Linked DNA regions of Macaca mulatta: region 1 is linked to region 2. Evidence: chromatin contacts called from public Hi-C data. All regions are on one chromosome and are shown on one strand. The core of a region is the stretch at or near the end of the contact, and the rest is flanking DNA. Distances in the headings are between cores, read along the strand shown. Region 1 holds the start of SEPHS1 (selenophosphate synthetase 1). Region 2 holds the start of PHYH (phytanoyl-CoA 2-hydroxylase).

Evidence for each region. Hi-C and Micro-C count contacts between places; a contact is called where the count stands out from the background.
Region 1: a contact with region 2 is called in a Hi-C map of fetal cortex germinal zone, with 1.9 times the contacts expected there. The contact joins the promoter of SEPHS1 here to the promoter of PHYH in region 2. A contact is called at or near these places in 3 of 14 Hi-C or Micro-C datasets (cortical neurons, fetal cortex germinal zone and liver).

What each region holds. Positions count from the first base shown.
Region 1 is chr9:14,893,090-14,899,279 of T2T-MMU8v2.0, reverse strand. It overlaps SEPHS1 (selenophosphate synthetase 1), which reads left to right and starts at 2,117. Exons shown (of 9, transcript NM_001190418.1): 1 at 2,117-2,405; 2 at 5,380-5,650. The coding sequence starts at 5,458.
Region 2 is chr9:14,851,891-14,858,587 of T2T-MMU8v2.0, reverse strand. PHYH (phytanoyl-CoA 2-hydroxylase) reads left to right here and starts at 2,525. Exons shown (of 9, transcript NM_001195489.1): 1 at 2,525-2,599; 2 at 4,229-4,287. The coding sequence starts at 2,525.

The DNA.
Region 1 (6,190 bases), core at 868-3,367, 41 kb before region 2:
TTGCAACCCAGGAGAACCATCTCTCGGACGGAACCAGCAGAGCCTGAGAATAAAATGGGGATGGCTCCCTAGAATGGGGTTCTGGTGAGCCCGGGAGTTGGGGGGAGCGTAGGACTAGCTCAAAGCAGTACCCAAGGAAGAAGCTCTCATCACCGGCAAAGAAAAGGAGGCATGACTCTGCCGGATGATCTGGGCCAAGGCTGTAGTGTGGCCCTGGATGAAGTAAGGCATCTGTGGCTTACGGCCTCTGCGGCAGAGAACTGCTTCCCAGTGAGCTCGTGGTGGGTGGAGGCGGGGAGGAAGAGCCGGTTCTGAGGATGGTGGCCTCCCACAGACACAGCGGGGATCAGCCTCTGTCCCGCCCAGCTACTTGATTTCCCAGTTCTGCCGAGCTCTGTCCAAGGTCTCTTTCACTTTTGTCCTGAGCTCTCCCTCCGGGGTTAATCTCACCTCCGACGGAGGCTTCGAACACCTTTTAGATGCTGATGGCACCCAGATTTACATCTCTGAGCCCCACGGTCACACCAAATTCCAGACCTGTTTCCCTATTAACTTTGGTCTGGAATATCCGGCAGATCTGAGATTTGCAACTCTGAGCCCCACCCCCATACCATCCGGCAGACCTGAGATTTAACATTTCCAAAGCCGAACTGACCCCGAAACTTGTTTGCCTTTCAGCAGTTCTCAGATCAATTATTAGCATCGCTCCTCATTCCCTCCCCCACCTCACCCCCGCAAACTGGAAACCTGGGGGTCATCTTATCCTTCTTCCTCTCCTTCCTACGAGCTAAATCACACCAAATCCCTTCCCTGGGCTGCATTCCCCTTGCTTTCAGTTCAAGTACATCTCCGGGCTTGACTAGTATAATACCCTCTTAATGAGAACCGTGACCCTGTCTTCCCCTCTGGGAGAAGCCATCCTCCAGTGGTGGGCGCCTGTAATCCCAGCTACTGGGGAGGCTGAGGCAGGAGAATCACTTGAACCCGGGAGGCGGAGGTTGCAGTGAGCCGAGATCGCGCCACTGCACTCCAGCCTGGCGACAGAGCGGGACTCCGTCTCAAAATAAATAAATAAATAAAGGAATGCAGGCTAACACGTTCTTTGCAAACTTACTGCAGGGTATGAAGAAAGGACACAAAGACAGGAGCAGCCTGTCTTCGAGGTAGCATCCCTTCTGCATCCAGCCCAAGATTAAAACCCGGAGCAACTGGCAAGCGGAAATGTTAACAACGAAAAGGGCATCTGCGTAGCGTGCCAACCTGCCGTGCCACGTAAAGTACGGTCCAGTGACCCAAAACATTTCTGCTCCCAAACACATTTGGGAAATGCTGACCTACTCCCTAGAAAAGTTGGATCGGCATTCCTGCACACTGCTGTTTTAGAGGGAAGCCCTAAACGATATCTGAAAGCATTTGCTTTATTTTCATCAGCAATGCTTTAGAAACTCGAAAGCCCGGAAAAAAGTTACTTCACGACGTGAAGCTCCCCGCTCGATGCCAATACGAACACATCCAGGATTGCGGCTGCCATGTTCGCTCGAACATGTGCAGGACAAACAATGCGACCAGGGGGGAACCGTAAACCTTTTTCCTAGACTTCCTACCACGCACATGAAGTGTTCAAGAAACTTTGCAGGACGTCTCCACATTTCACGAGGCTCCCGTGAACTCCGGAGCCGAGCTAAACAATAGGAAGGACAGACGCTGGGAGTCCCCAAGCATCTAACGCGCCGTTTGTGTTTTCAAAAAACCTATCCCTGGCGCCCAGGCGGCTTTTCCTGGGCTCCTAGCCTCCTGTGCAAATTGTTCCCTTGGCCATTGTCTTCCAGGACGCTCCGCTGCGCACTCGGGGAGCAGGTACAACGCCCCGCAGAGCGCCGCGCGGTCGAACCCGGCCAGGTGGCGGAAGCGTTCCCGGCCCTTGCCGCGGGGCCCGGGAAAAAGGTGGCCCGGGCGCCAAGGGCGGCTGCCAATACAACTCGCAACTTTTGAAATCAATCCTTTTTTGCATCATGCAACGGATGCCACCGCTCCTCGGGTTTGCAACCCCCCATCCCTCCCCCGAGACCAATCATTGCAGCGCTCGGGCCTGCACGGCGCCCCCGCCCCCTTCCCGGGCCGCATGCCACCACCCAGCAGCCCGGGCCGCCTCTTAAAGGGAGGTGGCCGGCCTTAAAGGACCCCCGCGCGCCCAGCCGGCGGGAGCGCGGCGGCCCGGCTCCCGCAGGGCCGCGCCGAGCCACGCGAGGCCCCGCGGCGCTCAGGCGCGGGCCCGGGCCCCCGCCGCAGCCGGGCGCGGCATTTTTATTCAGGCGACGCTTAAGGGAGCCCGGCCGCGCCCGGTGCATTGTGGGAGCAGCCCGCGGCCCGTTTTCGGGAGGAGGCGGAGGGCGCAAAGCGAGCCGGTAAGCGGCGGGCCCGGCGCGGGGGGGAGGCGCAGGCTTAAAGGGGAATCCGGGTCCGCAGGCCCGCGGCGGCCGTTGCAAATCCCCCTCCGGGCCGCCCGGGACCGCCGGGGAGCCGCGCGCTGCCGGCCCCGCCAGCCCTGCCTGGAGAGGGGCAGCGCCGGGCTTGGTGGGGCCGCTTTAAAAAAGAAGCGCCGCCCGCGCCGCCGCCGCCGCCGCGCGGGGCCGGGGAAGGAGGGAGGGAGGGCGGGGAGGAGCGGAGGGGAGGGCGGCGGCGGCCACGCAGGGGTTAATTTTTTCGCCCGCCGACATTTTTGCGCGGCGACGGCGGCGGCCCGTGCGCGCGGCGGGAGCGGCCGGCCCGGGGTCCCGGGGCGCCTCCGGGGCCTCCCCGCCTCCCCCTCTCACCGCGCGGGCCCCGTCGACCCGGGGCGGGTGGGTCCAGGCGTTCTCCCCGGCTCCTGGGCCGCGCGCGCGCGCGCGCGCGCTACCCGCCGCCTCCCGCCGGCCCGCACAGGGATGGCCCGGCCGAGGCCCCGAGCTGCCGCCTCCGCCCCGCCGCCCGCCCGCAGCCCGGGCCTGCTGGGCCTTCCGAGGCGGCGGCGAGGGCCTGAGCCCGAAGGTGTCCCCGGGCTCCCTGCTCCCCGCCCCGGCCGCCTCCGACGCGGGCGTCCTGGAGAGCGCGCCCCATTGTGCGGGGCCGGCGGGGAGGTAGGTCCGGGGCTGGCGGGGCAGCGCGCCGGGCCCACCCCGCTGACCGGCTCCCCGGCTACGCACGCTCTTTGGAGGAGAAAAAAAAAAAAAAAACCAAACTGGAAACGTGCCCGGGAAGGAAAGGGCTAAACGTTGCTTTAAATATTCATGCCATTGTTTTAAAGGCGTAAACATGTGGCTGCGGGGTCGCGGGGCACCGTCCCTTATTAATGCAAATGGATCCCCCTGGTTCCCTAATCACTGCACATTTCCCCCAGCACGCCTCCTCCTTCCCATGCCCTCCAAAAATGTAAGAATCTGGTACCTTTTTCATTAGGATGTGAGGCTGATTTGCGTCCTTCGTACCATTTCTAATTTTAAATCTGAGCGGCCTCCTGATATAAGGTGTTTTAAACTCCCCCCCCTTAAAACTCTGAAAAGATAGTGTTTTAAAAGGAAGTGATCTCCCCACAATTTTCCTCCCCACCTTTTTGGGAGCGGGAGACGAATATAGATGGGAGGTAGGAAAATAACTGGATGCCTCGTGAGTTGGATTTTTTCTTTCTTTTCTTTTTTTTTTTTTTCCTGGTAGGGGTGAGGCTGCGTTAAATGCGAGGTGTTTTTTGAGGAAAGGACTTCGTTGTTTTTGTTGAAACGCCTTCCAAGTCAAAGTGGTATTCAAACTTTCCCCTGACTCTAAGATGGCTTCAAAATTCTCTTCTCTGTCACTTGCGGCCGGCGCCTGCTCTTTTTGGGCAGGGAGGCTTCTTGGGATCGTGTAGGAAGGCTGACTCCTGTTCAGTTGTTACGTTTCCCACCGAAATCATTGCTCATCTCAAACCGTGTTTTTGTGAAGACGGTTTGGATTACTGCCCAAACTCGGGCTTCTTGAGATTTATATGAGCGATGTGCGTCCCAAGGGATGGAAAACTCTATAAATGGGAGTTATGTTCTTAATATAAATTTTATAGGGGAAACTGACCTTAAAACTTGGGGTGTCTGTAATTCTAGTCCCAATAAAGTATCTGTCTGGAGGTTTGTAAACTCGAGGAACACATGTTGTTTTTTCCTTTAGCCCCAAAGGCTAAAAAACGTAGGAGTGCTTGTTCCAGAAACCTAACAGTGGTACACAGGGCCGAAATGCTGGTGATTTAGTATGGCTTAATTTATTGTTAAGGTTCTGCAATGAAATGGTAATGAGGAGTAGCACATTTTGTCAATGATGTGTGTACTAGTTTGCTGGGCTAGATGTTTGCTTTCTAGGAAATAGCACTACATGAAAACTTCAGAGAACTTTCCAAGCATTCTGCTGAAGAATACAGACCTTGCTGTGTTAAAGTGCCATTGCAGTTTTTAAGTTGTGCCCTTTATAGAGGACTCCTATTAGTTTTGGATTGCATTGTATATTTTATTTATTTGTTTATTTATTTATTTTTTGAGACGGAGTCTGTTGCCCAGGCTGGAGTGCAGTGGCTCGATCTCAGCTCACGGCAACCTCCGCTTCCCACGTTCAAGCGATTCTCTTGCCTCAGCCTCTCAAGTAGCTGGGATTACAGGTGCGCACCGCCACCCTCGGCTAATTTTTGTACTTTTAGTAGAGACGGGGGTGTCGCCATGTTGGCCAGGCTGGTCTCCTGACTTGAGGTGATCCACCCACCTTGGCCTCCCAAAGTGCCGGGATTATAGGCATGAGCCACCACGCCCAGCCTTTTGTTGTATATTCTTTGGACACAGAGGGAAAACGTGTTTTTCTAAAATTAGGATTTAACATCGTGAAGAATTTTGTCCAGTGCATTTACATTAATGTCCTTTTCTGCCAAGTTTGTATTGAGCGTTTCATTTTTCTATGTGATTAAAGCAGAAGATACCAAAAGATTTTCCAGAAAAGTCACCTTAGTGAGGGCTGCCACTTTCTAAACCACAGTGCTTCCAGGTTGACATATGAAGTGCCCAGAGGTGCTGTTCTAATGCTGAGTCCTAGAAGAACCTTTGGGACTTGCTGTTCAAGGTGGCATAGTGTCATGTGAACCTGCAGGCTGGCCCTCTTGCCACAGTTAAAACCACAGTCCAGATGTCAGGTCTTGCATAGATGTCTGTGCTGACATAGTCCCTTTATGAAAAGATCTATTTTGTCATGTGCTCTGCTGTGATGAATATAAGTGGTCTTGATGATTTCAGCCCTTGTCACATTTACTTTTTCTTGTCATGTATTCACTTGATTCGCTGGCAGGTTCCCGTGGGAATTCTTTTCATGGCATCTTTGTGTTTTGGTGACACCCAGGTGGATCCATAAAGAACCCAGCCAACCCGCAGAGGGAGGGGAGGGGCTGAGCTGTGAGGAGAGCGGGGCCCAAGAACCATGTCTACGCGGGAGTCCTTTAACCCGGAAAGTTACGAATTGGACAAAAGCTTCCGGCTAACCAGATTCACTGAACTGAAGGGCACAGGCTGCAAAGTGCCCCAAGATGTCCTGCAAAAATTGCTGGAATCTTTACAAGAGAACCACTTCCAAGAAGATGAGCAGTTTCTGGGAGCCGTTATGCCAAGGCTTGGTAGGTAACCCAGTGTTTCTTTGATGGTCTGCAATCCAATCAGTGAGTCAAAAACCAGATTTCTCACCTCCCATGTTGCCTATTTATTTTTTATTAATTTTTTTGCTTTTATAGATTCGGGGAATACACATGCAGTTTTGTTACATGAATATATTACATAATGGTAAAGACTGGGCTTTTAGTGTGGCCATCACCCAAATAGTGTACATTGTACCCCCTTTTATTTTTTTTGAATTTTTGTGAGAAGGATTAGAAGAGCAATCAATGGTAACTATGTTATGTTCTTGTAACTTATATAGAGAAAGTACTTGAAACGCATCAAGAGGGGTACTCTTGACAGTTTTTAAATTATGGACTATGCGATTGAGATTGTTATATTACAGTAAAAACTTTTTTACTGTAATATAACAAAACTTTTTTAATAAAATTTTTTTATTGTACTTGGATGGCAGTGACTGTGTCAGGAGAGCATTGGGGTTGTCTGCAGGGTGCATTGGGTGAAAATCGTGTTGCAGGGAGAAGGTGGGACTGTTCCAGACC
Region 2 (6,697 bases), core at 1,276-3,775:
GTGATGAACTGAATTCACATCGTCAGTTTTTTTTTCTCCTGGCAGCAGTACCCACATCTCACCAAGCGAGGGCAGTAAGGAGACGCCGCCTCGCCGGTATCCACCCGGAAATGAGGGTTCCCACCGGCAGAAAGAGGCGGACCCTGCACCTGCACCCGCCCCAGGCCCCGCGCTTCCGTTCAAACCGTGACAAACCGCTGGGTCCTTGAGAGCTGCGGGTCACTCCTACATGGTCACATTCCCGCGCGGGATGCCGAAGTGGGGCAGATGAGGTCCGGAGCTGCTGAGGCCTCCCGGGTCCTTCTGTTGGCCTGAGACCCTGGGGTGGGCGGAATCCCGGAGAAAGCGGGAGGGACCAGGGGAAGCCCTGGCGCTGCCGTTTTCCTCCCCGCCTGCGCAAACGGGAAGGGGCTGGTGATGCTGGCTGCGGGCCTCCCTCCTGGACTGCGACATTGTCACCAAATTCTATAAACATCTCATGCAAGCAGTGATAACGTGTGCTGCGACGTTCTGGAAGTAACTCTTAAGCTAAAAAAAAAAAATCAGTGAGAAAATGAGACAGTAAAACAGTGCAATGCTATGTCAATATCCATAGTTACGGAATAGAAAAGAAATCTTACAAAGAGGTGCTCCAGTTCTCTAAGAAATTTACACCCTACTGGGCTGTCTGCATCAGACTTTTCTGGAGGTCATTTATTTTATTCATTTTTTTTTTTTTAATGACCTACCGAACTGTTTATAATATTATGGGCTGGAGTCCCACTAAATGAAATACCCCTTTTGAATGGCATATATGACTTTTAGGGATGAATCTTAGCATTTTTATTTTTTTATTTTTATTTTCAAAACTTCATTGTTGCTGTTTTGGAGTTTTGTTTGTTTTTTGTTTTTGTGTTTTTTGGACAGGGCCTCACTCTGTTGGCCAGGCTGGAGTGCAGAGGTACGATCTGGGCTCAGGTGATCCTCCTGTCACAGGACGTGCCATAGACAAAACTCCTCAGACACGGGGTTAAAGAAGGAAGAGCCTTTATTAGGCTGGGAGCTTCGGCAGACTTGAGTCTCAAAAAACCAAGCTCCCTGACAAAGAAATTTTTGGCCCTTTGAAGGGCTTACAACTCTAAGGGGTCTACATGAAAGGGTCGTGATAGATCGAGCAAGCGTGGGGAAGGTGACTGGGGGCTACATGCAACAGCTAACAGAAAGTTTTGCAATGCTTCCTCACACAATGTCTGGAATTTTTTTTTTTTTTTTTCTTTTTTTTTTGAGACTGAGTCTTGCTCTGTCACCCAGGCTGGAGTGCAATGGCTGGATCTCGGCTCACTGCAAGCTCCGCCTCCCGGGTTCACACCATTCTCCTGCCTCAGCCTCCCGAGTAGCTGGGACTACGGGTGCCTGCCACCAGGCCTGGCTAATTTTTTGTAGATCAGGTGTTCTCACTATGTTACCTAGGTTGGTCTTGATCTCTAGCAATCCTGTGCTCAAGTGATCCTCCCGCCTCGGCCTCCCAAAGCGTTGGGGTTACGGGCGTGAGCCACCGCATCTGGTTAAAAACCTGTTTGTTTGTTTGTTTGTTTGTTTGTTTGTTTTAGAGGCGGAGTCTTGCCCCGTCCTAGGCTGGAATGCAGTGGTGCGATCTTGGCTTACTGCATTCTCCACCTCCCGGTTGCAAGCGATTCTCTTGCTTCAGCCTCCCCAGCAGCTGGGATTACAGGCGTGCGCCACAACACCCAGCTAATTTTTGTATCTTTAGTAGAGACAGGGTTTCACCAAGTTGGCCAGGCTGGTCTTGAACTCCTGACCCTGTGATCCGCCCGCCTTGGCCTCCCAAAGTGCTAGGATTACAGGCGCGAGCCACCGTGCCTGGCAAACTTTTTGTTTAAATCGAAGATTTTATTCTTTCAGCTGTCAATGGAAGGAGCAGTCACGTGGGGTGAAATAGATGGAAGCCATGACGTTAGGAGCGTGAGTGAGGTCCTGGCCCAGCCACTTGTCACGGAGTGACCTCGGCCTGGTCACTGGGTCCCCGAGCCTCCGGGAGGCAGTGAGGGTCCTGGTGATGGAATAGAAACAGGGTGCGGGGCAGGGGCGATGACTCACGCCTGTAGTCCCAGCACTTTGGGAGGTCGAGGCGGGAGGCGGGGAGGAGTTTGAGACCCACCTGGGCAACGTAGGGAGACCCCATCTCTACAAAAAATTATAATTAGCCCAAGAGTTCAAAGCTGCAGTGAGCTATGATCGGGCACTGCATACCAGCCTGGGCGACAGAGCAAAATCTTGTCTCTTTTTAAAAAGAAAGAAAGAAAAGAAAGGACGAAAGGATCATGGTGTGGGGAGCACGTCAGCTCCGCGCGGTTGCCCGGCGCGCGGACCCTAGCGGACTAGGGCGCCCCAGCAGCCCGGCCCGCGAGATGGCGCCGCCCCTAATCCCGCCCGCGTCTTGCCCCGGACCGCGCCTGGAGGCGGAGCCGCCCGCGGAGCTAAATGGGGCCGAGACCTTGAGTGGGGGGGTCCCCGTGCCGCCGCCATGGAGCAGCCCCGCGCCGCCGCCCGCCTGCAGATCGTACTGGGCCACCTCGGCCGCCCCTCGGCCGGGGCCGTCGTATCCTTTGAGCTGCGCGGGTGTCGGGCTGGACCGGGCGCCGGCGCCGCAGCCTGAGTGGTGGCCCGGGTCCGAGTGGAGGCCTCGGCGTCGCGCGCATCCCAGCCCCGGCGCCTCCTCGCTCCGCGCCGGGTCCCCGCCTGGGTCGCGTCTCTTCCCGGAGCCGGGGAGCGGGGAGGAGGCTGCGTCCCCCGAGGACACGCGCGGCCGCCCTGGGCTCGGGGCACTTGCCGCGTCGCGCTGCTCTCCGGGATCCCTGGGGGCCTCTGCTCCTTGTTTTGTGGAGATGTCGTTTCACCGGCTGCGTGTGACTCCTGCGGCTGTCCAGACACCCAGAGATGTCCAGTCACAGGCGCATGGTGCACAGGCGCGCAGGGTTGCCTGGAAGGGGCCCAGGCAGGCGGTGACCCGGCTCCCACGGGAGGGTACAGGACGGTGCCCTCCCGGGCAGGAGCTGGCCAGGCAGGCGTTGCCCAGGACGGCCTCCCTGCTGGACTACGGCCTTGCCACCGAGTTATATAAAGACACTATTTAGGGAAGGACAGAGGGTGAGGACTGGCGCGGGGGCACACGCCTTGCCTATTTGTCCCAGCTCTTCTGGAGGCCAAGGCCAGGACTCCAAGGTTACAGTGAGCCGTGAAGGCCAGTGCGCTCCAAAAGAGAGAAACAGAGAGAAAGAAAAGACAACATGTTGACTGATGAGAGTGACATTCCGAAAGTAACCAATTAAGCTAAAGAAACAATGCAATTCTATGTCAACTGCCTGCAGTTACCGGATAGAAAAGAGATCCTTAAAAGGAATTTCTAGAGTTTTGCTTTTGTGGGTTTTTTTTTTGAAACAGGGACTCTCTCTGTCACCCAGGCTGGAGTGCAGTAGTGGTGCGATCTCGGCTCACTCTTGGACTCAAGAGATCCTCCTACCTCAGCCTCCCAAGTAGCTGGGACTACAGGGTTGCGCCACGATGCCAGGCGAATTTGTATTATTATTGTTATTATTGTTTTTATTTTGAGACAGAGTCTTGCTCTGTGGCCAGGCTGCAGTGCAGTGCCGCGATGTCGGCCCACTGCAACCTCCGCCTCCGGGATTCAAGCTATTCCCCTGCCTCAGCCTCCCGAGTGTAATTTGTATTCTTATTAGTAGTAGTACTAGTAGTATTTTTTTTTTTTTTCCCCTGGAATGGAGTCTCTCTCTGTCGTCCAGGCTGGAGTGCAGTGGTGCGATCTCGGCTCACTGCAACCTCCGCCTCCCAAGTTCAAGCGATTCTCCTGTCTTAGCCTCCCGAGTAGCTGGGATTATAGATGAACGCCACCACCCCTGGCTAATTTTTGTATTTTTAGTAGAGATGGGGTTTCAGCATATTGGTCAGGCTGGTCTCAAACTCCTGACCTCAGGTGATCCACCCGCCTCGTCCTCCCAAAGTGCTAGGATTACAAACGTGAGCCAGCGCTTTCGGCCTAATTTGTGTTTTTAGTAGAGATGGGGTTTCACCATGTTGGCCAGGCTGGTCTGCAACTCCTGAGCTCAAGTGATCAGCCTGCCTCAGCCTCCCAAAGTGCTGGAATTACAGGCATGAGCCACCGCACCTGGCCTTCTGTATTTTACTTTATTTGCCTTAATTCACATCCTAGGTAGCTCATCCCACTACAGGGACTATTGCCTCTGCCAGTTTCCATCCTCAACAATTCCAGTAAGTAGTTTAAGTTTTAATTTTGAAATCTATTATGTATACAAAAGTTTCGTGAGTGGTAATGATATAATATACCACATGTTACCTGATTAGAATTTTATTATACAAATCCTCTGTTTCCAGGATTTATTCTAATTAGTACAATTGTGGAAAATTTTGAAGACCGACTAATTTTCTGTATGTATTTTAAGATTCAGAAAGAAGGAAAAATACCAGAAAATACATAATCTGACATTTATTTATTTTTAATAGAGATGGGCCCTTCCTATGTTGCCCAGGTTGGTCTTGAACTCCTGGGCTAAAGCAATCCTCCTGCCTTGGCCTCCTAAAATGCTGGGATTACAGGCCTGAGCCATCACACCAGCCTTATAATCTGACTTTTAGAAATTCAGTTATTACACATCATATTTAAATTAACTTGTGGCCGGGCACGGTGGCTCATGCCTGTAATCCCAGCACTTTGGGAAGCCAATGCGGGTGGATCACTTGAGGTCAGGAGTTCGAGACCAGCCTGGACAACATCATGAAACCCCACCTCTACAAAAATACAAAAATTAGCTGGGCATGGTGGTGTGCACCTATAATCCCAGCTACTCAGGAGGCTGAAGCGGGGGAATTGCTTGAACCTGGGGGGTCAAGGTTGCAGTGAGCTGCTATCACACCACTACACTCCAGGCTAGGTGACAGAGCCAGACTCCATCTCAAAAAAAAAAAAAAAGCTAAGCTTGTAATTTGGTTATATGGACATATTAACTAGCATCTTTGGTTTATCTTAAATCACCTTTAAACGGGAAGATCTTGACCTTCCTAAATATTCTCATACAACCACAATTCCAATCTTAAGGAATAGGTTGGGTGATTTCAGTTTATGGGTATGCTGTACATTTATTTGGATTTTGTTACTTTACTTCTTGGAGTGCATCAACTGGACAGTTAAAAATATAAAATTTATTGAATTTGTTTCTCATCTGAAAAATCATATGTATTCATTACAGAAACATCAGAGAAATAGAAGGAATTTTTTTTTTTTTTCTTTGAGACAGAGTCTCGCTCTGTCACCCAGGCTGGAGTGCAGTGGTGCGATCTTGGCTCACTGCAAGCTCCACCTCCCTGCTTCCCGCCATTCTCCTGCCTCAGCCTCCTGAGTAGCTGGGACTACAGGCGCCCACCACCACGCCCGGCTAATTTTTTGTATTTTTAGTAGAGAAGGGGTTTCACTGTGGTCTCGATCTCCTGACTTTGTGATCCGCCCGCCTTGGCCTCCCAAAGTGCTGGGATTACAGGCGTGAGCCACCGCGCCCGGCCTAATAGAAGGAATTTTTTAAAATCATCCCTAATTCCATTACTAAAGGCAATCACTATTAAAAATTGCTTTGGCATATTTCTTTGCAGGCTTTTTTTTTTTTTTTTAAATATAGTGTCTTGGTTTTACATAATTGTAATAATATTTTATTATAATAAACATTGTCCATATTTTATTTTATTTTATTCTGAGACGGAGTCTGGCTCTGTAGCCCAGGCTGGAGTGCAAGGGTGCGATCTCGGTTCACTGCAAGCTCCGCCTCCTGGGTTCATGCCATTCTCCTTTCTCAGCTTCCACAGTAGCTGGACTACAGGTGCCTGCCACCATGCCCGGCTAATTTTTTGTGTTTTCAGTGGAGACAGGTTTCACCGTGTTAGCCAGGATGGTCTCGATCTCCTGACCTTGTGATCCGCCTGCCTCAGCCTCCCAAAGTGCTAGGATTACAGGCATGAGCCACCGTGCCTGCCGTCCATACTATTATATGGCCTCAATTTTTAATGTCTGAGTCATATTCCATTGAGTGAACATAGTGTCAGTAGTTAATTTTTCTTCCACTAATGCACTTTTTTTTTTTTTTTCTGAGACGGAGTCTTGCTCTGTCACCCAGGCTGGAGTGCACTCGTGCGATCTCAGCTCACTGCAATCTCCACCTTCCGGGTTCTAGCGATTCTCCTGCCTCGACCTTCTGAGTAGCTGGGATTACAGGCACGCTAATCTTTGTATTTTTAGTAGATATGGAGTTTCAGCATGTTAGTCAGGCTGGTCTCGAACTCCCAACCTCAGGTGATCCACCTGGCTCAGCCTCCCAAAGAGCTGGGATTACAGGCATGAGCCACTGTGCCCGGCTCACTCAAGTACTTTTTTTGGTGACCATAGTTAACATTTTGAACATAAAGCTTAAGTTTTCAGATGATTTCCTTGGTCTTAGAAATGCTGGATTGAAGAGCGTGAACATTTCTTAGATTCTTGTTTTTTTGTTGTTGTTGTTGTTGTTGTTGTTGTTGTTTCTGAGACGGAGTCTTGCTCTGTCACCCAGGCTGGAGTGCAGTGGCATGATCACAGCTCACTGCAACCTCCGCCTCCCAGTTCAAGCAATTTTCGTGCCTC